Linked DNA regions of Mus musculus: regions 1, 2, 3, 4, 5 and 6 are each linked to region 7. A link is a contact called in public Hi-C, HiChIP or PLAC-seq and promoter capture Hi-C data. All regions are on one chromosome and are shown on one strand. The core of a region is the stretch at or near the end of the contact, and the rest is flanking DNA. Distances in the headings are between cores, read along the strand shown. Region 1 overlaps Aplp2 (amyloid beta (A4) precursor-like protein 2). Region 2 overlaps Nfrkb (nuclear factor related to kappa B binding protein). Region 3 has its middle 120 kb from the start of Gm15521. Region 4 holds the start of Aplp2 (amyloid beta (A4) precursor-like protein 2). Region 5 holds the start of St14 (suppression of tumorigenicity 14 (colon carcinoma)). Region 6 holds the start of Nfrkb (nuclear factor related to kappa B binding protein). Region 7 holds the start of Snx19 (sorting nexin 19).

The links. Promoter capture Hi-C pulls out the DNA fragments that hold promoters and counts their contacts. A called contact is a pair of places that touch in the nucleus more often than the background predicts. HiChIP or PLAC-seq counts read pairs in DNA pulled down with a chosen protein or histone mark.
Region 1: an H3K27ac HiChIP or PLAC-seq map of embryonic stem cells shows a contact between it and region 7, with 2.7 times the contacts expected there. The contact joins the enhancer-like site here to the promoter of Snx19 in region 7. A contact is called at or near these places in 1 of 39 promoter capture datasets (pre-B cells), 2 of 115 datasets of contacts at active chromatin or transcription factors (bone marrow-derived macrophages and embryonic stem cells) and 1 of 9 other capture datasets (adipose tissue).
Region 2: a Hi-C map of B cells shows a contact between it and region 7, with 6 read pairs. The contact joins the enhancer-like site here to the promoter of Snx19 in region 7. A contact is called at or near these places in 4 of 39 promoter capture datasets (the C10 cell line, hippocampal neurons, liver and 1 more), 1 of 484 Hi-C or Micro-C datasets (B cells) and 3 of 115 datasets of contacts at active chromatin or transcription factors (bone marrow-derived macrophages, large pre-B cells and thymic regulatory T cells).
Region 3: a promoter capture Hi-C map of hippocampal neurons shows a contact between it and region 7, with 2.5 times the contacts expected there. The contact joins the enhancer-like site here to the promoter of Snx19 in region 7. A contact is called at or near these places in 5 of 39 promoter capture datasets (embryonic stem cells, hippocampal neurons, second pharyngeal arch cranial neural crest and 2 more) and 5 of 115 datasets of contacts at active chromatin or transcription factors (embryonic forebrain, embryonic limb bud, embryonic stem cells and 1 more).
Region 4: a contact with region 7 is called in an H3K27ac HiChIP or PLAC-seq map of thymic regulatory T cells, with 8 times the contacts expected there. The contact joins the promoter of Aplp2 here to the promoter of Snx19 in region 7. A contact is called at or near these places in 2 of 39 promoter capture datasets (liver and pre-B cells), 1 of 484 Hi-C or Micro-C datasets (B cells), 2 of 115 datasets of contacts at active chromatin or transcription factors (microglia and thymic regulatory T cells) and 1 of 9 other capture datasets (adipose tissue).
Region 5: a contact with region 7 is called in an H3K4me3 HiChIP or PLAC-seq map of embryonic limb bud, with 4 times the contacts expected there. The contact joins the promoter of St14 here to the promoter of Snx19 in region 7. A contact is called at or near these places in 9 of 39 promoter capture datasets (the C10 cell line, cranial neural crest, frontonasal cranial neural crest and 5 more), 5 of 115 datasets of contacts at active chromatin or transcription factors (bone marrow-derived macrophages, embryonic limb bud, embryonic stem cells and 2 more) and 2 of 9 other capture datasets (adipose tissue and liver).
Region 6: a contact with region 7 is called in an H3K27ac HiChIP or PLAC-seq map of thymic regulatory T cells, with 8 times the contacts expected there. The contact joins the promoter of Nfrkb here to the promoter of Snx19 in region 7. A contact is called at or near these places in 7 of 39 promoter capture datasets (the 3T3-L1 cell line, the HPC-7 cell line, hematopoietic stem and progenitor cells and 3 more), 2 of 484 Hi-C or Micro-C datasets (CD4 T cells and CD8 T cells), 6 of 115 datasets of contacts at active chromatin or transcription factors (bone marrow-derived macrophages, embryonic limb bud, embryonic stem cells and 3 more) and 3 of 9 other capture datasets (adipose tissue, liver and macrophages).

The regions. Positions count from the first base shown.
Region 1 is chr9:31,146,643-31,150,168 of GRCm38.p6, reverse strand. It overlaps Aplp2 (amyloid beta (A4) precursor-like protein 2), which reads left to right. Exons shown (of 18, transcript NM_001357698.1): 18 at 1-612. Among named protein-coding and RNA genes, the nearest start is that of St14, 17 kb to the right of the region's middle. Within about 2 kb of position 1,823, at least 40 of the 459 cell types and tissues checked have an H3K27ac peak or open chromatin away from gene starts, as enhancers often do. A contact at or near this core is called in embryonic stem cells, where this site is marked.
Region 2 is chr9:31,417,318-31,420,846 of GRCm38.p6, reverse strand. Nfrkb (nuclear factor related to kappa B binding protein) reads right to left here. Exons shown (of 26, transcript NM_172766.3): 24 at 1,765-1,871; 25 at 898-1,033; 26 at 1-792. The coding sequence ends at 667. Among named protein-coding and RNA genes, the nearest start is that of Nfrkb, 33 kb to the right of the region's middle. Within about 2 kb of position 1,831, at least 38 of the 459 cell types and tissues checked have an H3K27ac peak or open chromatin away from gene starts, as enhancers often do. A contact at or near this core is called in B cells, where this site is marked.
Region 3 is chr9:29,748,952-29,752,415 of GRCm38.p6, reverse strand. It overlaps a transcript of Ntm not described here. Among named protein-coding and RNA genes, the nearest start is that of Gm15521, 120 kb to the right of the region's middle. Within about 2 kb of position 1,950, at least 54 of the 459 cell types and tissues checked have an H3K27ac peak or open chromatin away from gene starts, as enhancers often do. A contact at or near this core is called in embryonic forebrain and hippocampal neurons, where this site is marked.
Region 4 is chr9:31,210,319-31,213,872 of GRCm38.p6, reverse strand. It overlaps Aplp2 (amyloid beta (A4) precursor-like protein 2), which reads left to right and starts at 2,025. Exons shown (of 18, transcript NM_001357698.1): 1 at 2,025-2,250. The coding sequence starts at 2,146.
Region 5 is chr9:31,129,474-31,133,084 of GRCm38.p6, reverse strand. It overlaps St14 (suppression of tumorigenicity 14 (colon carcinoma)), which reads left to right and starts at 1,286. Exons shown (of 19, transcript NM_011176.4): 1 at 1,286-1,539. The coding sequence starts at 1,459.
Region 6 is chr9:31,384,820-31,388,431 of GRCm38.p6, reverse strand. It overlaps Nfrkb (nuclear factor related to kappa B binding protein), which reads right to left and starts at 2,240. Exons shown (of 26, transcript NM_172766.3): 1 at 2,162-2,240. It overlaps 1700023A20Rik (RIKEN cDNA 1700023A20 gene), which reads left to right and starts at 2,384. Exons shown (of 1, transcript NR_165167.1): 1 at 2,384-3,429.
Region 7 is chr9:30,425,564-30,428,857 of GRCm38.p6, reverse strand. Snx19 (sorting nexin 19) reads right to left here and starts at 1,529. Exons shown (of 11, transcript NM_028874.2): 1 at 1-1,529. The coding sequence starts at 1,290. Gm30933 (predicted gene, 30933) reads left to right here and starts at 1,880. Exons shown (of 3, transcript NR_169179.1): 1 at 1,880-1,991.

The sequences.
Region 1 (3,526 bases), core at 574-3,073, 720 kb before region 7:
TCTGTGTTCTTCCACAGTTGTTTACGGTAGCCTTTTCCTATCCACTTCCCTTACCAAGTGTATCCAAGCGTGCACCCACCTCCTCATTGGATGGCTCCCTCCATGCACTGACCCTCTGCCTGCCTTTGTACCTCACTCACCTCCACCGCTCTCCAGCCCCTCTGATGGCCACTCAGAGAATACCATAATAAACATGGCTGAGGACCCAGGAGAGTTCACGGGAGGCTTCATCATATGAAAGGACAATGTTCTGGGTTGTGCATGAAATTGGATCTGTAGACACTGTGGAAACGTTTGAAAGTGTTTGTTTCCTTCATATGAACCTGTAAAATGCTGTGTAGCTGGAGTTCACGCTCACAGCCTTTAGCGCTTTGTTGCTTGTTTTGTTTTAATCTGAAGGTTCTGGTAACCTGTTTTTGTTTGTTTGTTTATTTGTTTTGGTTTGGTTTTTGTACTTTTCTGTGACTCACCTGCCCTTCCTTCCCCCCTTGGCCCTAGCCGTGCCTCGTCCCACTATGCACAGATTGAAACTTCACCTACAAACCTGTTAGTGTGATCTGTGGAGAATGTACAGAACTTAACTACATCAATAAACACTTTAACGTCCCCTGAGCACCTTGTGTTCCTGACCATGGCTTCGATCTATGCTGATGGAGCGTTCTAGGCCTGCTTTTGGGGATGAAGGGTGTCTATCTTCCTTCAGTGAAGAGTTACTAGCCTGTATTACAGTGGCCATAGTAAGTTGAATCAAGAGCTCCGTTTTCATTCCAAAAAGAAGGAGAAAGTGACTGGCTTGCTGGCTGTTGTGGGATAATCTCAGCACTGTGGGGGAGGGGTTGCTCACACGGAGGACTGATGAGGTGACGGCCACTATTGAGCGGGTAGCAAGACCCTATTTTACGCGCAAAGAAAGATGAAGGAAAGCCTGCCTGTGGCATTTTGCAAAATTTAAGTCAAGACTTCTTCCCACTGTTAAGAATAATGTCAATAGAGCTTATGGCTGAATTTTCAGGAAGCTGTCCATAGCCGCTGCGGCGTCTGAGCTTAAGTGACTTGCCACTAGAAGTCCCTGTGCTCAGCGACTTGGGCTTTTAGCTGCTTCCAGGGCTTTGGGCCTGAGCACTGTTATCACTCAGTCTTAAATACTATGCTACAAGAGTTGATACATGTTATGAAACATGCAGTTACTGGGGTCATACCGTATGAGTTTCTAAGCCAGTAAGCATAGGGTGGGGACATGCTGCCAGCAGTCTGATTCTCTGTTAACATTCAACACTGCCCAGCTGCTTCTATGATGTCCCCTCAGGTTACTGCCCAAGAGAGTCACAAAGAGAGAGAGACCTTTATATTTGAAGTGGCTTTAAAGAGGTACCACTGGACCCTCTATTGCGGCCTGGGAAATGACTTTGCCATTCATTATCTAATTCAAAATACAGCTTTGTTTATTTGTCTATTGTCTGTTCACGGATTCTCAAGTATTGTGTGGCTTGGCTATCTTTGCAAGCCAACCCCAGTCCAAGTCTATCCAACTGGTCAGCTCTCAGAACTTGTCACCAGCACTCTGTTGACAGTGGTGTTCTGGGTGTTGAGAGCTTGTGAGAGGACCGTGCATGACCCACAGTGGATTAGCTACAGTAGAGGTTGGGTCAGAACACAAGAATTCCTGCAGCCAGGCCTGTGTGTGTCTCTCCCTGTACGGGTTTGCTTTGCACTCAGCAAGGCGTTGACTCATTTAATTGACTTCGCCTTAAACTGTAGAGGTAGTTGTGTTTATGGTAGCCATATAGTGATTACATTTTGTAAGGAAACACCCACAGAAATGTAAAGCGGGAACTGCCCTTTGACCTCACCCAAGCAGGACGGCTCCCTCATGGGCACAGAAAGAAACTTACTCATCTCCTGGTTTCTGCTTGGATGACTAAGCTGTGACCTCTGGGGAATGTGGCCCTGCCCACCTTGCAGTAAACCTCAGGTGCTGGCTGCTATTGAGAGTGAAGGGCCTATCTGCCTGTTCGCTCTCAGTTGCAAATCCGAGCCCAGTGGCTGAGATCTGTGCCTGACCCAGCTATGTAGATGACCTGCTGTGGTTTCCGTTGCTTTGACAATCGATACTCTTATTTTTGAAGACATGGGTTAGAGTGCAGTAAGTCTCTGAGATTCCAGAGGATCCAGGGGGCATATCCATAGAAACATACTGTCAGATTCTTAGGAGAGGACAAGGACAAGGGCAGAGCAAAATGAAGTAAAGGGGCATCTTGATTGTAGCTGAAACATGACCCCCGCATCACCTGCACCACCTCATGACACAGCCGGAGTCTGGTTCTGACAAAAAGGAATATTTCCCTTTATTTATAAAATGAAGAGGCCGATGTCTCTTGCCACTTTGCCTATGAAATAGGCATGTCTTTCTGTCCTTTGTGGTCTTGGTCACAGACGTCATTAGTCAGTTCTTCTGTCGAGCAGCCCAGAGATTAGGCGTAAATTACATTTCCCCAAAATCTTTGAAATAGATTAGAGAGGACTTGGGAAGTCTCTAGATTTCTGGCCAAGAATATCCAGATCTGGGTAACAATTTGAAAGTCAAATATTGGGTGACAGCGGTGCACTCCTACAGGAGTGCCAGTCCTGGGGAGGCTGGGGCACGACAACTACTGAAGGCCAGCCTGGTTTTTATAGTTCAGAACCAACTTGGACTACGTAGGAGACCCTGTATCAGGATGTGTGTGTATTTGTGTGTATGTTTATGGATGTGGATGGATGGGTGTGTGCACATACACATGGAAACTCGTAATTGATGTTAAATGTCTTCCTCAGTTTTTTCTCCACCTTAAAAACAATTTGTGTGTGTGTGTGTATGCTGTATTTGTATATGTCTGCAGAGGACATCAGACACCCAGGGGCTGGAGTTACAGAGTTTGTGTGCTGTCCATCATTCAGTTAGGAACTGAATCCCAATCTCTTGGAAGCAAGTACTCTAAATAACTGCTCCAGCCCAGTCCACTTAGTCCCTCACTAAACCTGGCTCCCCCCTTTGGCTAGGCAGATCAGCTCAGGAACCCTTTACCTCCCAGGGCTGGAATTACAAGGGGATGCGCTTTGCCCAGCCTTCGGCCCTTGTGTGAGTCCTGGGAACTGACGTCAGATGCCCGTGCTCATACAACAAGCACGCTGACAACCATTTTCCCAGCCTCCAACTGAGCAGAGCTGTGCCTAACCTCAATGGCATTTTTTAGGAGGCAGCACCACGTGCGTATTTACAGTTATGTTTAAATTATGTATGTACCAAGTCCAAGATGGAAACCTGGGAGACAAGAAAAAGATGGAAAAAAATTTCCCAAATAATTTATTATATAAGGGGGAGATAAAGCCTTTAGGATCCAGATGTTGCTACTGTGTGTGTGTGTGTGTGTGTGTGTGTGTAGAACTACATAGATGAGGCTAGCCTCAAGCCCACAGCCATCCGCCTCCCCAGTGCTGAGATTACAGGCATAGTCCTGGCACCACAGATTGCTTATGCTCCTCCTCC
Region 2 (3,529 bases), core at 582-3,081, 990 kb before region 7:
GATCAGACACTCATATTCAGTACACTGTGCTGAACTAGTCCCACTTGAGGGGTCCATGCTACCTCATGGCCTACATTTCTTACTATATAACCTCTCCACTATCAAGTAAGCCACCAACCTACTAAGAGCCTTGCTATGTTCTCATTCTGGTTGAAGGGGTAAGTGATCAGTTTAGGGGCACTAAAGCCCAGGTTTCTATTTGATAAAAGACATATAGTAGGTTCTTTAAAAAAATAAGTTACACAAAAATTTTCTGGACACAAAACTCACATCTCAACAAGTCACCAAGAGGATCAGAAACTAAAAAGTAAAACCTCACATAGAATGAGGCTTATTCCCTGCCGGCCCACTCAGCAACTGGCAGGCCTGCTCCCTGGACATCCAACACTCGGGAGGTAACCCTGGCTTGTGTGACTGTGACCTCCCAAGACTCTGATGTTCTCTCTTCCTGGACTAGACAGATTATCCCTGGAGCCCTAAAGAGGGACCCCTTTCAGAGCTTCACTCTGGAGCGTGGCAGCAGAACCTAGGCCGCAGTTGCCATCACTCTCCACCACCCTGCCTCAAGCAGGACAGCTCAGAAGAACGATGCAGCCTCCTGCTGCTCCCTTTCTGTCGGCCGAGATCCACCGGGCCTGGTCTCTTAGAGAAGCCGCCTCTCCTCGGTCACTGCTGCTCAGGTGCTTGTTTAGGAGATGGAGCTGTGGTCACAACAACAGTGGACACTGCTTTGGAGGAGCCAGAAGCCGTGCCCTGTTGCAGATGGGATGCCGGGACGGTCTGGATGCGCACCTGCTTACAAAGAGAGGAGGTCTGATCAGTGGACTGCACTGTTCATCAGTGAAGAAAAGAAAACAGACAAACCTGAGCTGGTCAACAGTCTGCATCAGACCTTACCTGTGTAGCCTGACCTTGTTGCTGAAGCTGCTGCAACTGCTGAGCAGTGAGGAAACTCACTGGCTTATTGCCAGCAATGAGTTTGGTACCTGCTGGCATGGTCGTGAGGATGATGTTGCGACCCAGCCCACTGAGACTGTGAAAGGGAAACGGAGGTAAGTATGACGACATTGCTCAGGCTCAGAATGAGGCTACGTATTGCATGAAGGACAACGAAGAGGCCCAGGAAGAATCTTCTGGATTCAAATGCAATCTCATACTAGGACATTTCTTCTAGCCTTCCGTGGCAAGAACCGCCAGAGTAGTGGATAAAATGGCCTAAACTCTACACACGGCCCAGGAAGAGTCAGGCACTACCAGGAAGCATGTATCCCTAGCAAGGAACTCTCGAAGTTGGACAAGAACTCAGAGTATCCCAGAGAGTACAGGAGTGAGTCAGCCTCAGCAACCCAGGAAGATGCCTGTCTCTTAGGAAAGAAAGGGCCACCCCACATCCCAAAACAGCTTTATAGTGATTAGGAATGCCAGAATGACTGCATGAGTCTTTTATTCCTGTTTAAGTCAGGGCCAGAGAAAACCAACATTTGCCAAACTATCTTAAGCTTGGCCTCAAATACAGGGCGGGTCCCTTACAGCATCCCAGGCCAGCACCCTGCACTTCCTCGCTTTCTACACGCAATATATACTGCTTTACTACCTCCCCCCCCCCCCCCCCCCCGCCCGTCGGATTCCTCTCCCTACTCTATCCAAAACAGTACTGGGGATGTGTATTACTGATGCAATGTGTATTACTGATGAACATGTCAGCTGCCAGCCACCTTCCCATTCTGGACCAACTGTATTTGCAATTCTACAAACAGCACTCACTTGGCTCCAAGGTTGCCTTTGATGATGGGGGCTGTGACCACGCTCTTGCCCTTCATTGGCTGGCTAATCACAGAAAGAGGAACTGTGATTCTGGTAGGCAGTTTCCCCTACAAAGAAAACAATTAGCTTTGTGGGGAAGAAGGAGATATAACAAAACAGCTAGTGTTTACAGAGAAGAAGCAAGAGCACTACAGACACCTCCAACCCTCATTTCCCCAAGGGTCCCAATGTTCCTGAAGACAGAACCCAAGCAACTCTAATAAATCGGCTTATAACAAGTTATATATCATTTGTTCTACTATCTAAAGAACAGCAACTGTCTGTCATGCGAGGCTCGTGTGTGTGTGTGTGTGTGTGTGTGTGTGTGTGTGTGTGTGTGTGTCTGTCTGTCTGTCTGTCTGTCTGTCTGTCTCAATTCAGTCTTCCTGCCTTGGCTTCTGCAGTGCTAGGACTCCAGGCATGCACCACACACTCAGCTAATAGCCTGGGACTTTTAAACAATGCGGGCAACTCCATTTTCTGTGTAAGTAAAAGCCTTTGGAGACAAAGGGTGCAAGAGTATAGTTTCAATAGGAAATGTCCCCCACTGGCTCATACACTGACTGCTGCCAAGACTAATCTGAAAGAAGACAGACACTTTCAGGAGAGGTGAGGCCTAGCTGGAGAAAGCAGCCAGGGGGAGTATGATCCTGAAGGCTAGCTTGATCCCTCAGTCTGGTCGTTGCGCCACTGGATGCTCCCTCTCATGAGCTGAGCAGCCTGAGACATGCTCCTACCACTATTATTCTCTGCCTCATCACTGGCCCACAATCGACAAAGCAAAAGTCTGGGCTAAAACCTCTATGACCATGTCCTGAATTCATCTCCCTAAGTTGTTTATGACAGGATTTTGACACAGCAATATAAAATCTGACAGAGGGCTGGTGAGATGGCTCAGTGGGTAAGAGCACCCGACTGCTCTTCCGAAGGTCCAGAGTTCAAATCCCAGCAACCACATGGTGGCTCACAACCATCTGTAACGAGATCTGACGCCCTCTTCTGGTGTGTCTGAAGACAGCTACAGTGTACTTACATGTAATAAATAAATAAATCTTTAAAAAAAAAAATAAATAAAATCTGACAGAATATAATTCTCAAAAATTATTTTTTTTTACATTTTTATGTTTGTATTTTACCTGAATGTGTGTATGTGCACAACACATGTGCCTAATGCCAGTGAAAGACACGAGGGCACTGAATCTACTGGAACTTTAGTTATAAATGGTTATGAGCCACTATGGGGATGCTGGATCCTCTGGGTATAATTCTTTATATACTCCTGGATCTGTAGAACTTTTCTGTCTAGATCCATGAAGAATGCTGGCCTACAGCTTTTCTTTACTGCAATGTCTGCATCTGGTTCTGGTGTGAGGATGGTGCTGACCTCACAGTCAGATTAAGTGATTCTACTACTCCTACAAAAAATTTACACTATTGTGACATTCTTTCTTCCATAAGCATTTGGCAGAATTGGCCATGGAAACTCTTCACTAGTTATAGTTCCTATATTAAGTATTAGCTCAATTTATGAGAAATAAGTCAACTGAAATGACCCACTTCTTCCTTACATAACTTTTCATTTTGTATTTATCACGGAAACAAACAACTCTATACCTGAACCACAAAGTGTGTGTTTACCTGGCAGTCCTAGATCCTGAGCCACTTGGATTGATGAATCCTATCTGTCTAGGTGTCTATAACACATGATATAGTGCTGGGAACTCAG
Region 3 (3,464 bases), core at 701-3,200, 680 kb after region 7:
CTAGAATCAATTACTCCTTTGTCCCTAAAGTCTCCAACTAGGATATGTGATATGAGCACCTACTATGTGCACATCTTTCTAACAATGTAGATGCCCCTTGCTGTGGGGGCTCATTTTAGTCACAAGTGATTAGTTTTCTTAGATCCAGAAAAGTACCATGGTGGATGATGCTCTATCAGAGCTCAAACCACACAGGCCAGGTACCTTTCCAAGAGGCTATCGTCCTTCATCCTCACGGGATGCCTGAAATAGCAAGTAGTGTTAAAACCTCTTCAGACTGGGTTTTGGTTATGGATACATATCTGTGAAGTTTAACTGACATATGTGTCATAGTATGAGATTAACAGTAACTAACAGTACAATACAATGATATACACAAAGCTGGAGCAATGGCTCAGTGGGTGAGAGTATTTGTTGCTTTTGCACGGGGCCTCAATTCTGTTCTCAGCAGCCCTGTTCCCAGGCACCTGTAACTCCAGCTCTAGGGCACTGGTTATTTTCTTCTTCCTTCTGCTGGAACCTGCACTCATGTGCACATCCCTACATTCAGACATCATGATTACGATGAAATAAATCTTTTAAGAGACACTAAAACCCCTGTCATCCTGGAGTGGAAAGTATGTGAATATGGTTTCTTGTATGTGCCTGTGCAGATGTGACTAGCTGAAAAGCTAACACCCTCACTTTCTTGTGATGGTGGTGATGACAAGCCACAAGAGGTAAAGCTTCAGGAAGCAAAGCTGGGGGTGAGGGCAGGCTATTGTACACTGGGGTTAGTGGAAGTAAAAAGGCCAAGGCTTAACTGGCTACAAATCCTTTGTGCTGACACCTGCTGGAGAGAAGTGGAGCTCATGTCTCCAGGTGGCTGCCCTATGATTTTCTTGAGGACTTATGAAGCAGCCAATCACATAAAACCACTTGCAACCATTCCCAATACCTGTGATGTCTTGAAAAGTGATCTGGTCAGCACCTAGTTTTTTTATGACCGCTACCCACCCAGCCAGCACTTTCTAATAATACTCTGCCTTTAGCCCCCAGGATCGCATAGCAATCTACAAAGATTAATTAGAAGTGCTTTTCAGTGCTCCTTCTTGGTAGAGACAAGAATGGAAGCTACTAAAAGGGAAGTAAATTAGCCTCCCTGAGGGTTGGAAGGGAGGGTTCTGCCTGAGGGCACCTCTGGTTCAAGCCAGGGCTGTATTTGAAAACCAAAACTCTTGAGACCTGGGAACCAACAGAGAAACAATGTCATCAGATACTCCAAAAGGATTTAAGTGTAAGAAAATAAGGAGGCTGCCTGTGTTTATTCTTTTACTTGAAAAATGATGTAAACACCCAAATTTGTTACTATCTCCTTCCACGCGATTCCTGGCAAGATGCCCAAGATTAACTGACGTTTTGAGAGATTCCAGTATCCACACCATAACAGGCCCTTGCACTCTGCTCTTCCCTTAACCAGAATCTGCACCCCCATTCCTGAGAAGCTTGAGGGGCTCACAGGGGTAAAGGCAACCGTTGGATGCCTGTCTGTTTGGAAGCCGCCCTAAGCCTGGTGCTTGGTTCCTTCGGCAAAGAACCTGGAGTGGTGGGAGAGAAAGGCGGCATCGGGCCATTGAGGAAGTGCAGCTGCAGAGTGCCAAGGGGGAGGGGCCGGAGCTTCAGTGACGCTCTGTTTTATTCTTGCAACCAAGGCACAAATTAAAGCAAAATTAGAGACTTTCTTCAGGCATTGGATGACGGGAGGAGAAGGAAGATGGGGAAGCAGAGCTTTTAAGGACAGCGATTTGAGAACATCCGAGACAAATCAAGCTGGTGGCTGACTCTCTTCTTTTTTTTTTTATTGTGGAGTACTTACTGACTTTCCTTTTGGATTCCGGAGGGCTTCCCTTCCCCCCTATCTTTCCCTTTTTGCACCACGTACATGTAAATGTGATTGAGGAGTCTCTCGCCAGATCTGCTGCCTCGGCAGCCTTCCTGCCAGCTGGCCAGGCTGGGGAACCACGCTGGAGGCTGGCTGTGATGGACTACTTCCACAGGCTGCCTGGGGGGAAGTTTGCATCCGGAGGGGCTCCAGAGACCCTCTTGGCGGTTGAATAGCCGAAGGAAAAAAAGGCGAAGATGGAGGACCCTTTCAGCAGACCCCAAACCTCTTCTCTTGGCCCTCAGAAGACGTCCAAAATACCCCCACCATTTCGCCTGGCTAGACATTGGCCGCTGTTGTCAGTGTCCCATTCCCTGAAGAATTTCTGATGCTCAAAGTCCAGGTAGATCTAGAAAGCTATGCTCCACACCCTCCTTTCTCTTTCCAGCTAGGCTGTGCCAGTAAAACTCCAAGAGAATCTTATGCAGTGCTTACCCCCTCTAGACTACTGTAGCTGGTAGACAGCCCTAGTGTTTCTGGACTCAGCTTCGGTCTGTGTTTGTCTCCTGCACCTGTCTCCTTCCCACCTTGCCCTCAGATCGTATCCATTTCTTTATATTTTTTTTCTTACCGTCTTTCCTTTTCTCTTATGATGTACCAGACCCTATCTTCAGTAATTTGACTTCCCAAAGAGTCTGTGGAGCAAGCTCACAAACTCTTAGGGAACCTAACCTTGCCTGTTACTGACTGGTAACCTGTCTTTAATGTTCAAAGAGATTATATTTTCTCACAGGAATTTGGGGGAACTTAGGGGTCATCATTGGTATAGGTGATTGGCAGATGTTCACCAGGATATCTTAGGAGAGCTCTTAAGAACCTCCCCCTGACCCTAAGGATAATCACATCCTAACCCCCTCCCAATAAGCAGGTAGTATGTTTATTGGCTCAATTATAACTGATAGCGTAAAAACAGCAAAAACAGTTCTCATCTGAAAGAGGTAGTTTATTATAGAGCCAAATAGCCCCAAAACACAGATTCAGGGGTACTCAAAATTCGATGTTTTGGCATGGCAACAGTTTCAATAAATTTCCTTGCTGCAAAACCAAAGAACAAAGACAGCCACAAATCAAGACACTTTTAAAAACTACATTGGTGGTCATAGGTTGCAGCAAAGCAGAGAAAGCGCTGCCATAGTTCTTGATGGTATATAATAAAGTTCTTAGCTCTCGGGTTGGTGGGATGTAGTTGAATGCTAAGTTAATGCATTTGAAAGGCCTCAGGTGATAGTCACTGAAATGTTAGGTCAGTTATAAATGTGGGCTCCTTAGAGGGCTAAAGATAGTCCAAGACACTTTTTAAGCAGATGCAATGCCTTCGTCATTCCAACCTCCCCGTAACCATTGACATTCTAATTCTTTAATCAGCCTTTGTAGAATGTGCCATGTAAGGAGAGACTGCTTTCCAGAATCTTCTATTTATTAAACAGAACATGGAAGAGCAGTGGGGTTCGAGTACCATGACGAAGGTAGAAGTAGATAATAGCTCTCATCTTAGGCAAGATTTCTCACTCTCCCTCACCTTGCTCACGGTGGATGAAACCAG
Region 4 (3,554 bases), core at 776-3,275, 780 kb before region 7:
GAAATGCATATGCCTTAAATGTATGTGGAAGACAAAGTCTGAGTCTTATGAAAATAGAACAAAATGATTATCTTAGAACCTTTTACTTTTGTGCACAAAGATAATAAAGGATTCTTAGACCTAGACCACATTTGGGATGAAAATTTACTGTCTGAGAGCTGCAAGAGTAGACACACTCCAACAGCATCATGTAATAAAGATAGAGTAGCATTTTAGAGTCCAGAACATGGTCGATGTGTCAATCACCTCTCATGAATACTCTTCAATGTCTGAAAATGCAAACAAACTTTTTCCAGTTCCAACTTGCTTTAGGCTGAAATTCCCTTACGTCATTTCCTAAATTCGTTTCCCCCCTCCCACATATTAGATGCTTTTACTATTTCTTCACAAGGGCAGGGAGACAGAGAAGAGAGGGGAAGATCCAGAAAGGGAGGGCAAAATCTTAATTTCCCTTATCTTTTCTAAGGGCCACTAATCCTGTCCTGAAATGCCCCCCATCCATGACCTCAACTAAATCCAGTTACCTTTCAAAGGCCCCACTGACAAGTGCCACATTTGTTCAATGTATAAATGAGAGTGAAGGTAAATTCAGTACTAAACTCATGCTAATTCTAGGGCCTCTGGATTGAGTACTAACATTTATCGAATGAGGTCCCCATTTGGAGACTCACTGGGCGTAATTCATGTCTTGTCAGTGATGTGAGAGACATAGAGACCTAGCCATGGGAAAGTGCCACGGTATGATACAGCCCTCTCAGCATTCTGAGGTGGGTGAAATGACATCTGTGTAAGGTGTTTCCTGTAGGTGGAATGGAGGATTGTGGGAATGGAGCAGGAGCAGGAAGGGCTGTGCAATGGAAAGGTGTCTGGCATCCATTGAGAATGAGGCAGAGCCAGTTTGACCACAGCGGGACTGCTTACGTTGGCGTGCAGTTGCAGAATGCATCTGTAAAATACAGGGTCCTTACTGTCCCACTCTGCCCACTATAGACACTGTCTCTCCCTCTCCACTAAGATGCTTCCTGCGGAGAGGAACTTGGTTCTTGATATGGTTGAAGCTAAAGAAATGAGTCCAGGTCTCTGCAGAGGGTGGTACATAAATCACCCGCTACGGAAAGGAAACAAAGCCAGCAGAGCCCTCGTGATGGAGAGGACAAGGTGCCAGTTGTGAACTGGGGCAGCAGGCCGCTTTCCCAGGAACCAAGATGCTGGGGAGCATGAAAAAAGAGAGAAAGCGTGTCTTTTGCTTTAGAGATCTTAAACTGAAGAAAAATGATGCCAGAATCCTGTCCTGAAACACATGAGAAGGGGGGTGGGGGGGTGGGAGCTTGTGTTTCAGTGGCCTGGCGCCACTGGCCTCGGCGGGGAAGGCCTCTCTGTGCCGCAGGGGCTGTGACGACGAGGAGGGGCAGGGAAAGGACCTAAGGAGCAGAGGTCAGCGGTGTGCAGACACTGCGGGTTCAGGGGCGAAACAAGGGCGCAGAGGTCTGGGGGGGAAGAGCGCGCCCCGTGCAGCGCTGGGGAGAGCAGAATGTCGGCGTTCATCCTCCAGGGCGACAGGGTCGGTCCTCTGCAAACCGTCCGGAACTCCCAACAATTCATCCTGTTTTTAATTAAAACATTTTCCAGAAGCCCCAAAGAGGGCGGTACCCAAAGGAATATGGAAAATATCCTGCAGGGTTAGGGGAGTGGGGCGTGCCCAAATCCCGATGCTGAAGGTGGATGATGTAGAGCCACCCCAGGAGACAACCAAACAGGAGCCTCCCGCCCTGGGAACAGCGGCCCACGGTCTACCCGCGAAGACTCCTGCGCCCCCAGCCTCGGGTCCAGAGCGGGGGCGGGGCTGGCCGTGGCTTGGGGCGGGGCCACGAGGGGGCACGCGCTGGGCGGGGAGGGGAGTCGGTGTATCCGTGCTCTGATTGGACCTGGGCTAAACAAGGGGAGGTATCTTAGGCCAGTTATGCCGGCTCGTATTGGGTCCTGTCGAAGAGGGGCGTGGTTTTGTGAAGTCAGTTCCGGTCGATGTAAAACCCCCGGGGCGGCGGCGAACGGGCTTCAGACGCTTCTGGGTCGCGGTAGGGAAGCGCTGTAGCCTGGCTGTGCGAGAGACGGGGAGAGCCCAGCGCCACAGCGACCTGGAGAAGGATGGCGGCCACCGGGACCGCGGCCGCTGCGGCCACCGGCAAGCTTCTTGTCCTGCTGCTGCTCGGGCTCACGGCGCCCGCTGCGGCTCTGGCTGGCTACATAGAGGTGAGGACCAGGCGAGCTCCCGATCTGCGTCTCCTCCGGTCGCCCGGGAGCACGGCCTGTGGGCGGGCGTGGGACCGGGGGCGCGGCGCGAGGCTCGGCGCAGCGGCGGGTTGCCTTCCCCCCACCCCGCCCGCGCGCCTCAGCTTTGCGCAGAGCTTAGCGCCGAGGTCGGGCTGCCTCTGTCGCCGCAGAGGCCAAATGAAAGGCGTCGGGGCTGCGGGGCCGCCCCAGCCCCCTACCCGCTGGCGGCGCCGCCGCATCCTCGGGGACACCGCACCGCGCGCTCTCCCTCCCCCGGGGCCGTGCGCGCCTCAGCCGTGCGCCCTGCGGCCCCGCGGCGCTCTAAATGGGGCGGCCTGCACCGGGTCCCCGGTGCCCGCAGCGGTCGGGGGCCTGGGCTTCGGGCTCGCACCTTGACGGTCGGCGCGCAGCAGTCGTTGACCAGGTGGACTTGGCAGCGGGGATGCGGCTCCAGCCCTGGCGAGTGGCCGAGATGCCGAGGGAGCGGGGAGAGGAGGCGCCGCCAGGGCAGCGGGGCGCTCTGCGCCCTCCCTTGCCTCCCAGTCGTTTGCACAAGTCTGGCAAACTAGGGAGCCCGGCTTTCCTCCTCCCAGGGGACGTTGAAGCTATCCACCAGTACATTTGGAAAGCTTCAGGGGGTACTTTACGTGGGTCAGGGTCACAGTGATTGTTCTGCACCAGAGGTCACCCCCGTTAACCTGGTGAAGTCGTCTAGGGTCCCAGGTGGTTGGCGGGAGTTCAGGCCGCTGGAAGAGCCAGGATGTCGGATGTGGAACCCGTACTGCAGCTTGCTCTGCACCTAGCCTCCCCGCAAGAACCCTCTGTCGCCTAGGGAGACATGGGACTTTATTTTTACTTACTTTCTCGAAATAATGCTTGAACTGTAGGACTGGACTGTGTGTTTCTGGTGTTGTTTATTTCTTCTTGCGCCTGCTTGTATTAAAAAAAAAAAAAAAACCCACCGTGGCTTTCTGTACGTTGAGCCAGTGTCAGAGATTGCGTTTGATAAAATAGGCATGACCTGAGAATGTTCTAATTAAAAACCCGGCTCAGAGTGAATTCATTTCTACAGAATGTGTAAATATTTCTATTGGTAAAAAGATCTAATGAGGAAAAAAATCTTCCGGATGGCACATCTTAAAACAATCTTTGTATTCATCTTGCTTGAAACTTTTTGACTGAGGTGGGAAAAAAAGATAAGTCTTAAGTAGAAACAGTTAATGTTTATACACACGAACTTTTCGATTCTTTCAGCTTCCACACAGTTGGTAGGGCTGTATCTG
Region 5 (3,611 bases), core at 37-2,536, 700 kb before region 7:
AATTTATTTCCCTGTGCATCACACTCACATAACTTAGACTTGGAAGACTCCGGTCAGTGAGACACAGTAGTGCAATGATAGAGAGACAGAAAGACCCAGTCCTGGCTCACAGGGAGGACGAGTCTGTGTCAGTAGACTCTCTTTGGTCTAATATCACCAGAGTTGTTACATCACTTATCTCCAGAATACATCAGCAGGGGGCTCTGCTTGCTGTAGCTGCTGTGGGACACAGACTCATAGAGATTTATGTTATTTTAAGAAGGGCTGGGTTCTAGGTAGAAACTTGGGGCTTGTTAATTTCAAAGTAGGAGTTCAAAGGAGCAAAATTTCATTTTGCTCATTCTTGTTTCCCAAGAGCTAGGACAGCACATACTATGAGCTCAGGAGTTTTGGTTCACTAATCAAGACTGCAGAATATCAGCAGAGAAATACCCAGGTGGGGAACACCTTTGGTGCCTGTGCTGGGAAGGCACGTATCCTTAAAGAAGGAAAGTGTGGGTCCTGCAGGATGACTGAGCCAGTAAGGGCTCTTACTGCCCAGCCTGATGATTCTCCATCCCTAGAACCCACAAGGTGCAAGGAGAGACCAAGTATCTCGCAAGTTGTTCTCAAACACGCAAATAAACAACGACAACAATAACAACAAATTAAAGGAAGGGAGTGTAGAAAAAAGGGAGGAGGTTGACTAGCGATCTAGTCTAGAGGTCAGAAAGGATTACGAAAATACAGAAAAGACGCTTTTCAAGACGGGATGTGCAGTCAGTATCTGATGCTGCAAATAGTTGGAGAAAGACTCTGGGGACCTGCAATCATTTCTCTGGGCACAGGCCACTGTCAGTGGCTCTGACAGCGAAGAAGAGGCTGCTACTGTCCCCAGGAGGGGACATGACACAGGAGGAAGGCCTGGTCTTAACAACAGCTGGCTACGGTTTTGAAGGGACAATAACGGAGACACAGGCATCTGGTAACATGATTGATTGTAGGGAAAGATCCACGGGAGAGAGATTAAAATTGTATTAAAGATGGTGGAGAGATGGCCAGTATCAAAGGACCGGACTGAAGGGCTGTGCTCCAGGAGAAAGAGCCACCCGTGACAAAGAGGAAGAAAGAGCCAGAACTCTGTGGTGCTCCTTTTCGGGGTTCTGGCGGGAGGGAAAGAGCTTCCTGGGGGCGTGGCGGAAGGCGGGACCGGCCGCAACAGGTGTGCGGGCGCCGGTGCTGGCTGGCTGGAGGGGCGGGGCGACCCTGGAGGCCACACCCTGAAACTACCTGAGCTGGGAGGAAGGATGAGAACTGGAGCCTCCGCCGCGGGCCGGGCGCGCTGGGCCTGCCCCGGAACTTGGCCCGTGCCTCACCTCGTCCCCCTCGTCCCTCGTGTCCCCAACACCCCGCGGGCCATGGTAGACGGCTGCCCGGAGGGACCACGCGTCTGAGACCGGCGATCGGACCGCCAAAACCATGGGTAGCAATCGGGGCCGCAAGGCCGGAGGGGGCTCTCAGGACTTCGGCGCGGGACTCAAGTACAACTCCCGGCTAGAGGTGGGCGAGGGCTGGGGACCCGGGGTCGGGCGTCCACAGTTCTGATCCGCGCGCAGCGTCGCCTGCGCGGGGCCCTCGGTTTCGCCCGAGCTCCGCTCTACGGCTCGTGGGTGGCCGGAGCTCGGGCGCACAGGTGGAATTTCCTGTTCGGTGGGTGCCTGGCCGCTGGTGGCAGGGCGGGGCCGGTCGGACCTCGGTCCCAGACCTGCCTCGCGCTGGGCACTGAGGAGGTGGGAAGCCGTAGGGCCCGGAGGCGTCGGGGTTGGGGCTGGCAGGATCTCCGTGGGGGTCACCATTGCTCTGGGCTATCAATCAGTGCTCCGAGTGGGTGACCTGGGCTATGGCAAGGACAAGTTGGAGACTTGTCTGTCCTTGGCCTCTGCACAAACTCGTTTTAGTCTTCCTGGTCAAAGGCGCTTTGGATCTTTTGTAAGGGTTGAACTCAGAGCAGAGCTTTGTCCACACAGAGTGTGGAGCCCTTGAGAAGGTGGCTGTCTGGGTAGTGGTGAAGCATGTGTCCTGAGCCTTCTGGAAGAAGCCTTTAGTAAGCGGGAAGCAGAAGCCTGAGAAGTCTCTTGAAAGACCTCAGAAGCATTTCACTTTGCTGCACACAGTGGGGGAGGGCGTTAGTTATCCTGAAAGACACACACGGGTCGTGGGGTAGTGGTGGCGCCGTGCTCTGGTGGGACTAGCGGCCAGGCTTTTTTCTGAACCGCAGCTAGAGGCTGGTGAGCGAGGCTTGTTGCTCTGGCAGAGGCAGTTTCCTGGAGCCGAGCCTCCCCTTCCGCCGCTTTTTCATGCACTCCTTCTCTGCTGACTTGGAGAAGACCAGATCTCGGGGGACCGTGAGCTGGGACTTCACTTCTCACCCCTTGTAACAGAGTCCCCGCAACCTGTGCTTCTGCCCTGCAGTGAGATGCCACCTGCTGCCGCCTTCTCCTTCTTTCTGTGATTGGGGTGTTTGCGAGTCCTTAGTAATTGCCTGCTTGGAACTCGTGCCTCCTCCGCAGGTAGCCTGCCGCTTGGTGTTTGACCTTCATCTGTTTTTCTCTCATTTTCGGTTTGCCCTTCCAGACTTCCCTTTCGAAGACGGGTGCTGATATTGAAAGTGGGTCCTCTGGTGACTGAACTCAGTCTCCTGTTTAGGCCACGTATCCCTAGGGTGGGAGCCAGGGTGGGGCTCACCACTCTAGTCCCTGGGCTCCTGATAGATTACTATTCACCAGGAACGCCTCTTTGCCCTCCTCCTAGGTTCTCATTCATCTCCATCACTTGGGTTACGCCTACTCACTTCTGCGGCTTCTTTCTCCTGTGTGGCTGGCTCACTCTGTCTTTTTTCCACTTTGGTTGAACGACCCCGGTATCAGTGCTGGGCCAGGGACTCACTACCCAAAGGGGCTCTCGGGGAGCAATAGGATGTGGTTGGTTCATTTAAGGAACTTAGACTTCCGGTACATGTGAACAGAAAGACACACACACACACACACACACACACACAATTTGACACTCAAGAGAGGAGCCGCAGCTTATTTTCCTCTCTCCAGGAAATCTTCAAGTATGACTTGAATGTTCCAGGCTTGAATGCTCCTGGCTGCGTCCCTTTTACACTTGGGGTCTGATGATCTGCCTTGACACTTTCTCTGACAGGTCTGTGTGGCTGTTGTCTCTTGGGTAGTTTCTGTCACAGAGACTGGCTGAAGTCTGGCTGAGTCCCAGGGGCACCACCACCACAGCTTTTGAGTTGTGACTTGTCTGTCTCCTTCCCAAGACTGATTCTGCTGGTCCCTCATGGCTCCCACAGAGGTTAGGAGTTATTCCACTGTGTTATTTTTCCCTGTCGCATGTATCCTGGGACTGTGTGTGCCCTGCCCAGGAATAGCAGGTGTGCAGATATCAGTTGTTATGGCCGTTAATGAGAATCGAAAAGTCTGTCTCACTGATTGGTTAGGTCAAACTTAACCAAACTGTTGACTGTTTGATGGTGGCTGTGAAGTTGTATATACGCATATGGGATATGCATATATGTTTAGTAATGATTTCCTTAAGTAAGACTGAGTGTTCCCCAACAGTAG
Region 6 (3,612 bases), core at 991-3,490, 960 kb before region 7:
GGGCGGGAGGATCACAAGTTTCAGGTCAGCCTGGGGTATGGGATGAGGCCTTTGTCTCAAAAAATAAAAAGTAAATGACAGACCATGGTCCACAACTACAAGTTCCAAGGTCAATAATCTATTTGAACCATTATAAATCCACAGGCAGGATTGGCAAGACACCTTAGTGGGTAAGAGTGTGTGCCACACAATGACCTGAGCTTGATCCCGAGACCCACAGCAGAAGGAAAGAACCTCCAGAGGAGTGCTATGGATATCCGCACGCACGCACGCACGCACGCACGCACGCGCGCACGCACACACACACGCTGATGGTATTTTTAATTTAAGATTGTTTTTAAAAAGCCATTAACATTAGTAAACTCAGATACTAACTTATATAAATTATCTCTCAAGTCTTGTTTTTTAAAGCAGGGGGTAGGGTCCCATTCTGTATCCCAGTTTTCAAGTAATTCTTACAGCTGTGCTTATTATACCTATTATACAGGTACTAACTGAAGATCAAAGCTTGGAAATCGCTTACCCAACTCTTGGTTGGCTTGCCTGCAGATGTTAATATCATATACAATACTTCTTACATACTCTCAGTTTAAACTGTAAACACCTGATATGATTTTATTCATCCACATAAATTCCTAGGGCTCCAATCACCAGACTGTTATTAGCTGTCAGTGGCCAATCTGACCTTCAGATCCATGTAAGTTAATGCAAGCATTTCCCAAAGCTGGAATCAGTATGAAGCTGAGGCCACGGTTCTGAACAGTGCTAAGGCACAGTGAACTGGAACTCACCGCTGTACCTCAGTGGTTCCCAGCCTTCCCAATGCTACGGCCTTCGAGTTGTGGTGACCCACCTCCCAACCATGAAACCGCTTCTGTTGCTACTTCATAGCTGCAATTTTGCTGTTACGACTTGTAATGTAAATATCTGTGTTCTTCAATGGTCTTAGATGATCAGTCTGAAAAGGTCACTCAACCCCCACTCCAAAAGGGTCATGACCCAGCTGCTCTACATGTACTGGACTCTTATCACTATTACTGACAAACAGACCAACAAGCCCACAAAAGTGGGAAGAGCAACCAGATTCTACCCTGGGGCCGTCACTATCTGTGACATCTTACCTCACCAGGTGTCAGGCTCCTTACCTGTAGTTAAGGAGGAGTTGGACCAGGCCCTTCCTACCTTTCTTTTCTCTTAGGATCTTAAAGGGAATCTCCAGCTAAGTGAGCTTACATTAACAGTGAAGATCCTTCCCACTTCCCAAGTTCTCAAATGATAATGGGTAAGTCTGTAATATACCTAGAATGGAAGCTCTTTTCTGCAAAATGATTTCACGTTCTGACAGTATTTCAGATCAAGGAAAGATACGGCGAGTGTTACATGGACACAGCTGTGTGGTCCCCAGGTAACTGTGCGCGCTCATCGTCAGCACACAGAGAATTGAGGACATCCTGCACGCATGTAGCGCCTAAATAACTGAGTGAAAGTGAGAAAGGAGCAAGACACCTGCACGTAACAAAACTTAAAAAAAAGAAAGAAAAAAAGAAAGGAAGGAAGGCCGGCAGGCAGACCGACAGACAGAGGCAACCTGATGCTTAGAATAAACTCCTCTTAGCGTAAGTGGCATAGACAGCGTGCAAAGCCAGTTACCTCATCTGACAGGTGCACAATGTACACAACTCACTCAGAAGCTGCTTCCAATACCGGCGGTTGATTAAGCTACACATAATTATCTAGCGACAACCGCTGCCTTGCCACTTATTCTGCACAAGAACTCAAAATACAAAAACAGGGGCGCTGCTAGCGAGCCGGAACCCCGGAAGCTGCCGATTTCTAAGTGTTGGGGGTGTCCCGGGCTGCTTCGCTAGACCAGGAAGGCCTCTTCTCTGCACCTGGGCTAGCCCACCCTCTAGACCCTCGCGAGCAACCAGCAAGCAAGGACCTCGGACCGCAGCCCCACGTCGCCAGCCCCACCTGCGCGCAGCGCGCCGCGGCCCGCCCCTCCCCCACACGTCCTCCCCCTAACCCTCGCCCACCCGGCAGCCGCACGCCACGCGTGGGGCCCGCCGCGTGCCCACGGCAACGCCCCGCTTCTCCCTTTCTCCCCGCTTCTCCCCTTCCCCCGGCACCCACCAAACCCGACGCCTGGGCCCGCCCTCACCTCAGCAGAGTCCGCGGGTCTCACCCGGGGTTCGTCGGGCCGTGGGCTCCGAAACGCGCTCGCTCCCGCAAGGCGTCTGGGTACGCGCACGTTCCGGGCTCCGGCAGCGGAAGGGGCGGGACCTGTGGGGCGAAACCTAACGGCGGGGCGGAGCGTATTGGGCAGGACGGGCAGGGGCGGAGCCTGTGGCAGCACCTGAACCGCCCCGACGCGTCTGGTGCCACAAGCTACGTCGGTGCGGAGAAGGCACGATCCATTCTGTGCGGGGTTCTCCTGGCTCAGGAGCTTTGGAGGATAGAGCGATGTCGCCTTTTGTCAGCTGCGAAGCAAGAGCACAGTCTGACAGGCACCGTGCTAACCACCACTTCTTGTGTGACAAAATTTTTCCAGGGGATACTCAACACGACAAATCAAAATACCGAGACCACCCAAGTCCAACTTGGTGAACTACTATTGGGATTACTTGCAGGCATATGGGTGAGGGTTTACTTAACAAGAGCAGAAATGACTTAGCTGAAAAACCAAGGCTCACCCCAGCATGAGTGACAACTCACAAAAGCTGGGAACCTGAAACACTGCACAGCCTACAAGCAGCTCAACAGGTTGCAATGAGTCCTTTCCAGGTGCCTCAGTTGGTCTACACCTTTCCAGGCAGCTCAGCTGGTTTCTGCTGCCTCCAGGTAGCTGGTCTGGCCTCAGAGTCGACTTTGTAGCTTTTTCCCCAACTCAGAATCCTCAGTTTAGCGTCCTTCCATCTGAGAAGGTCTCTCAGCTTTTATCGTTTATTCTGGCAGAGAGGAGCCTAAAGAATCTGATCCGTTTCGGGGACTTCCTGAAGCTATTTTGAGTTGCTTAAAGAGCTTTTCTTGAGTTGTTTAAAGAGCTTCCCTGCAGAAGAAAACTGTTAGACACCACCACTCTGTCGGGAAGGCTTTGCTGAGGCCACCAGACAGTGGAGGACCTCTTGCAGTCTTGAAGGTTGGGAAATATAACACAGACTCTAACCCATGTCTCCAAGTCCGCACAACTTGCAGAAAGTGAAAACATCGACAACTTACTCTTATGATTCATCATTACGCCTTCTTTCTCTAAGACCGTCTTATTTAGAATGTCTTCTCAAGTATTCTACAGTTCACCCTCTGGTCCTGCGTGGGTTAGCCACTGTTCCTTCGGTTTAATAAACATGTCAGGGGAGCAGGGCATGCCAGGCATGTCCTTCTCTCAGTGGAAAATAGTGCTTTCCAAATAAAGCCAAATCTTTGCACCCATGCGCACGCGCACACACACCCACTGACTCTATAAGCGTCCTTGGATCAGCGGGGCATGGTGGCGCAAGCCTTTAATCCCAGCACTCGGAAGGTAGGCAGAGGCAGAGAGGCAGAGAGGCAGAGAGGCAGAGAGGCAGAGAGGCAGAGAGGCAGAGAGGCAGAGAGGCAGAGAGGCAGAGAGGC
Region 7 (3,294 bases), core at 280-2,779:
CTCTGCTCCTTCCATACATTCAGATCCCTCGCCATCCTTAGGCTCCAGAGCCCCGGAGTCGTCTAGGGCACACAGAGCATCTTGAATCCTGTCAGAAAGGAAGTTGCCTGGGGTCATTAGCAGGATGGTTTCTTTGCTCAGTTCAGACAGTGGTGACTCCAGTTCTGAGTCTTCACATAAGAACAAGGGGCCTCGGATATCTGGCTGTAGAAAATGGGATGAGCTATTTCCTACTTTTTTTTCTTCGAGCATCCCAGGCAAATCTCCCTCTACAGCTTCATGGCCTTCTTCAATCTCTGGGGAAGGGGCTGGCTCACTGGAGGTCAAGTGTACTGGGGCTGTTGCTGGAGAAGATGCTTTTCCTACTGGCAGACTCTCTACTTCAACAATCAATGGCAGAGATGTGGGCACCGAGGGCTGCTCTAGGACACTGGATGAGCAGGGGGGTTTAGTTCCCTGTGCTGCATCATGTCTGTACTTGGAAAAGATACTCACAAGAATAAGGTGGATCCAGTCAGGATCTGATAGCTTGCTGATCAGTGGTAAGATGACATTGCAAGTAATAACTTCAACCACAACGTGGCGTCCAGTCCTCGTCTCCAGGTGGGGCTTGGGCACTAACTCTTTTAGTATCAAGTTCACAATGCCACGTGCATAAGTGACCTCCGTGGTGGGACAGCTCATGGCAGGATGGGGAGCTGTAACCTGGCAGTAAGCATCCCACAGCTGGGAGGGCTGAACTGGACAGCTCTGCTCCTTTGCAGTAGCCTCCTTTGCCTGAATATAGCTCTGCAGGTGACAACCACAGAGAGTCAGAACCCTCTGGGTAAGAGCATGGCTGTCCACTATGCTCATCCGCCTTCGAAGCTCCTGAACCAACCCTTTCATGGCTGCCTCCATCTCTGCCTCGAAGGCCGGCTCATGGCTCACAGAACGATACCAGGATAACACGAAGTCTCGGATAATCATCTGGATAGTGCGGTTAATCTCCTGTTCCAGCTGCCTTTCTGCCTCGGGACATGGAGGACAGGTGGTGATGGTAATGAATCGTTCCAGGTGCAATTGACCTGAAGCCCCTAGGATGGCAGTGGAGCCCAGCCATCCTCCCAGCGCTACCAGCGATGCACATAGAAGGATCAGAAGCCACATGTTGACCAGAAGGTGGATGACCAGTAGCCAGCCCACCAAGACCCCCACGATCATTAGCTTCCGGCTACTCCATAGATTGCTGTGGACATAACTGGACTCGGAGATAGTCCCCTGGGTAGGGGACACTGTTTGTGCCTTCATGGTTGAAAGGACAGGTATGTTTCCACAGATGACAGCCTCCGATTTTATTTTGGTGTCAGGAGTGGGAGCATGAACTGTCACCGAAGAGAACAAGTCCAGCTGCTACTGAGTGAACTCTGGACCTTCGATACTACTGGCACTGCAGAGCGACAGAAAAAGCTCTGCTTCTCCCGCTCGCTTCTGTCGACAGGGCCCATCAACTAGCCTGTTCCAGCCGAGATGAGGAAAACTTTGCCGGCCTCCATCATGGCCCAGGCGGAGAGTCTCTTCGCAGCCCCGCGCGGCCCACGGACACTTACGAACTCCGAAGCAGCAGCCGGCAGATCGGGTCACACGTCGCTGGGGGACCCGTGCTCAGACTGCGCCCCTGGGAACGAACTCTTGGGGGGGTGGGGATCCTTCCGACCGCCGCGGCCAGCAGCCACAACAAGCTCCGGCCGCCCAGGCCACTACACTCCGCAACTCCAAAGTGGACAGAGCAGCGGGCCGGCTAGCAGCCGGCGACAGCTTCCGGGTCGCGGCCTGCGGGAGCGGGGTACGCTGGGAGAGCGGCCTGGTGGATCGGAGCCACGGACGCCCCCTGGTGGTGAGGAGCGGTGGTGACGGTGGGCGTACACACCGCTCTGCTAAGCTGAGAACCCAGAGCCCGTGCTCACCTGGGCCAAAACGGATACTCGCCCAGGCTCTTTAAAGTGCTGTTTGTAAATATCTCTAGAGGTTTAGGGAAACTTTCCGTAATGAGCTTTGTTTTAATTCCCTTGGAGACGTACTGTTGGGAGCTAGATTGATGAGGGATTTTAAAAATTCTCCTTGCTTCTTCCAGAACGCCCCACCTCTACCCCCACTCCACCCCCCCCCCCGACCCCCCTCCCAACTCTACTCAATTCACAGTCCACCTCTTTTGTTTTCCGGAGTAGTCAAAGGTAAGTATTAAGATGTGGGGCAGGTTTCTAGAGAGTATTTCCTATGTTTAGTCACTGGCTTGAAGAGTGGGTCCTTGTAGCCCTTGAAGCTAATTGGGGGAATGAGTTTATTTGACGTAAATCAGCTTTCAGTAAAGCGAGTCCCTATAAGATATAGTGAATTGCAAAATCTTAAGTACGTTCTGGAATGATTTTAGTGAATCGCAATGGTTAAAGGGAACCCATTAAGAAGATAGCCTTCGTGCTGAATCTTGAAGACTTTTCTGCCTGTCGGCTTCCTTTTCTTCCCATGTGCATAGGCATGCAAGGCAGAGGAAGAGACGTCTTGTTTTTAGTTTACCCTCTAACACATTTGCCCCTGTCTGTGTTCTGCTTTGAACACATCTGCCAGTTGTCAACTCAAAAAGAGTGACCTACAAAGAAAGTCAGTATCTGAAAGTGGCACTGGCTATGTGTAGAAGCATTGATGTCTTCTTTGTGTGAAGCCTCCACCTTGGTCCTTCTGGACTCTGCAGTGTGGCTCTCCTTTCCATTTGGACACAGATGAATGCCATCGCTCTTTACCAGTCTGTCCTCTGCTGTAGCCTTGAAGGATTTAGGCAAATTCACCAAATAAAACAAAACAACCCAACAACAACAACAACAAAACAAAGCAACAAAAAGCAAAAACTAAAACAAAACAACCCCCAACCCGCAAAAAAAAAAAAAAAAAACCAAGCAAAATAAAACAACCCTGTACCAGAGAGATCTTACAGCTTCCTTTTCTGTCTCCACTGCTGGTGTCAAGGTAATAACTTTATTTGAATACAAAGGAAACCATCATCTACAATTGGATGTGGTTGACAACTAACAGCCTCAAAGGCCAACAATATAGTTTAGGATCAAAGTGTTTCTAGGCAGGCAAGGTGATCTCTGGAGTTACAAAGCACTAATTCATGTTGCCAGGGTGAACATCCTTTCACTGTATCCTCCTCCCAACTGAAAGGAATGTGAGACCTGCAGACTGCCTGTCTTGTCCTCCCAAACTATCCTGTTGTTCCGGGAACAGTTACCTGACAGTAATGCTCTAGAGAAGTAAATA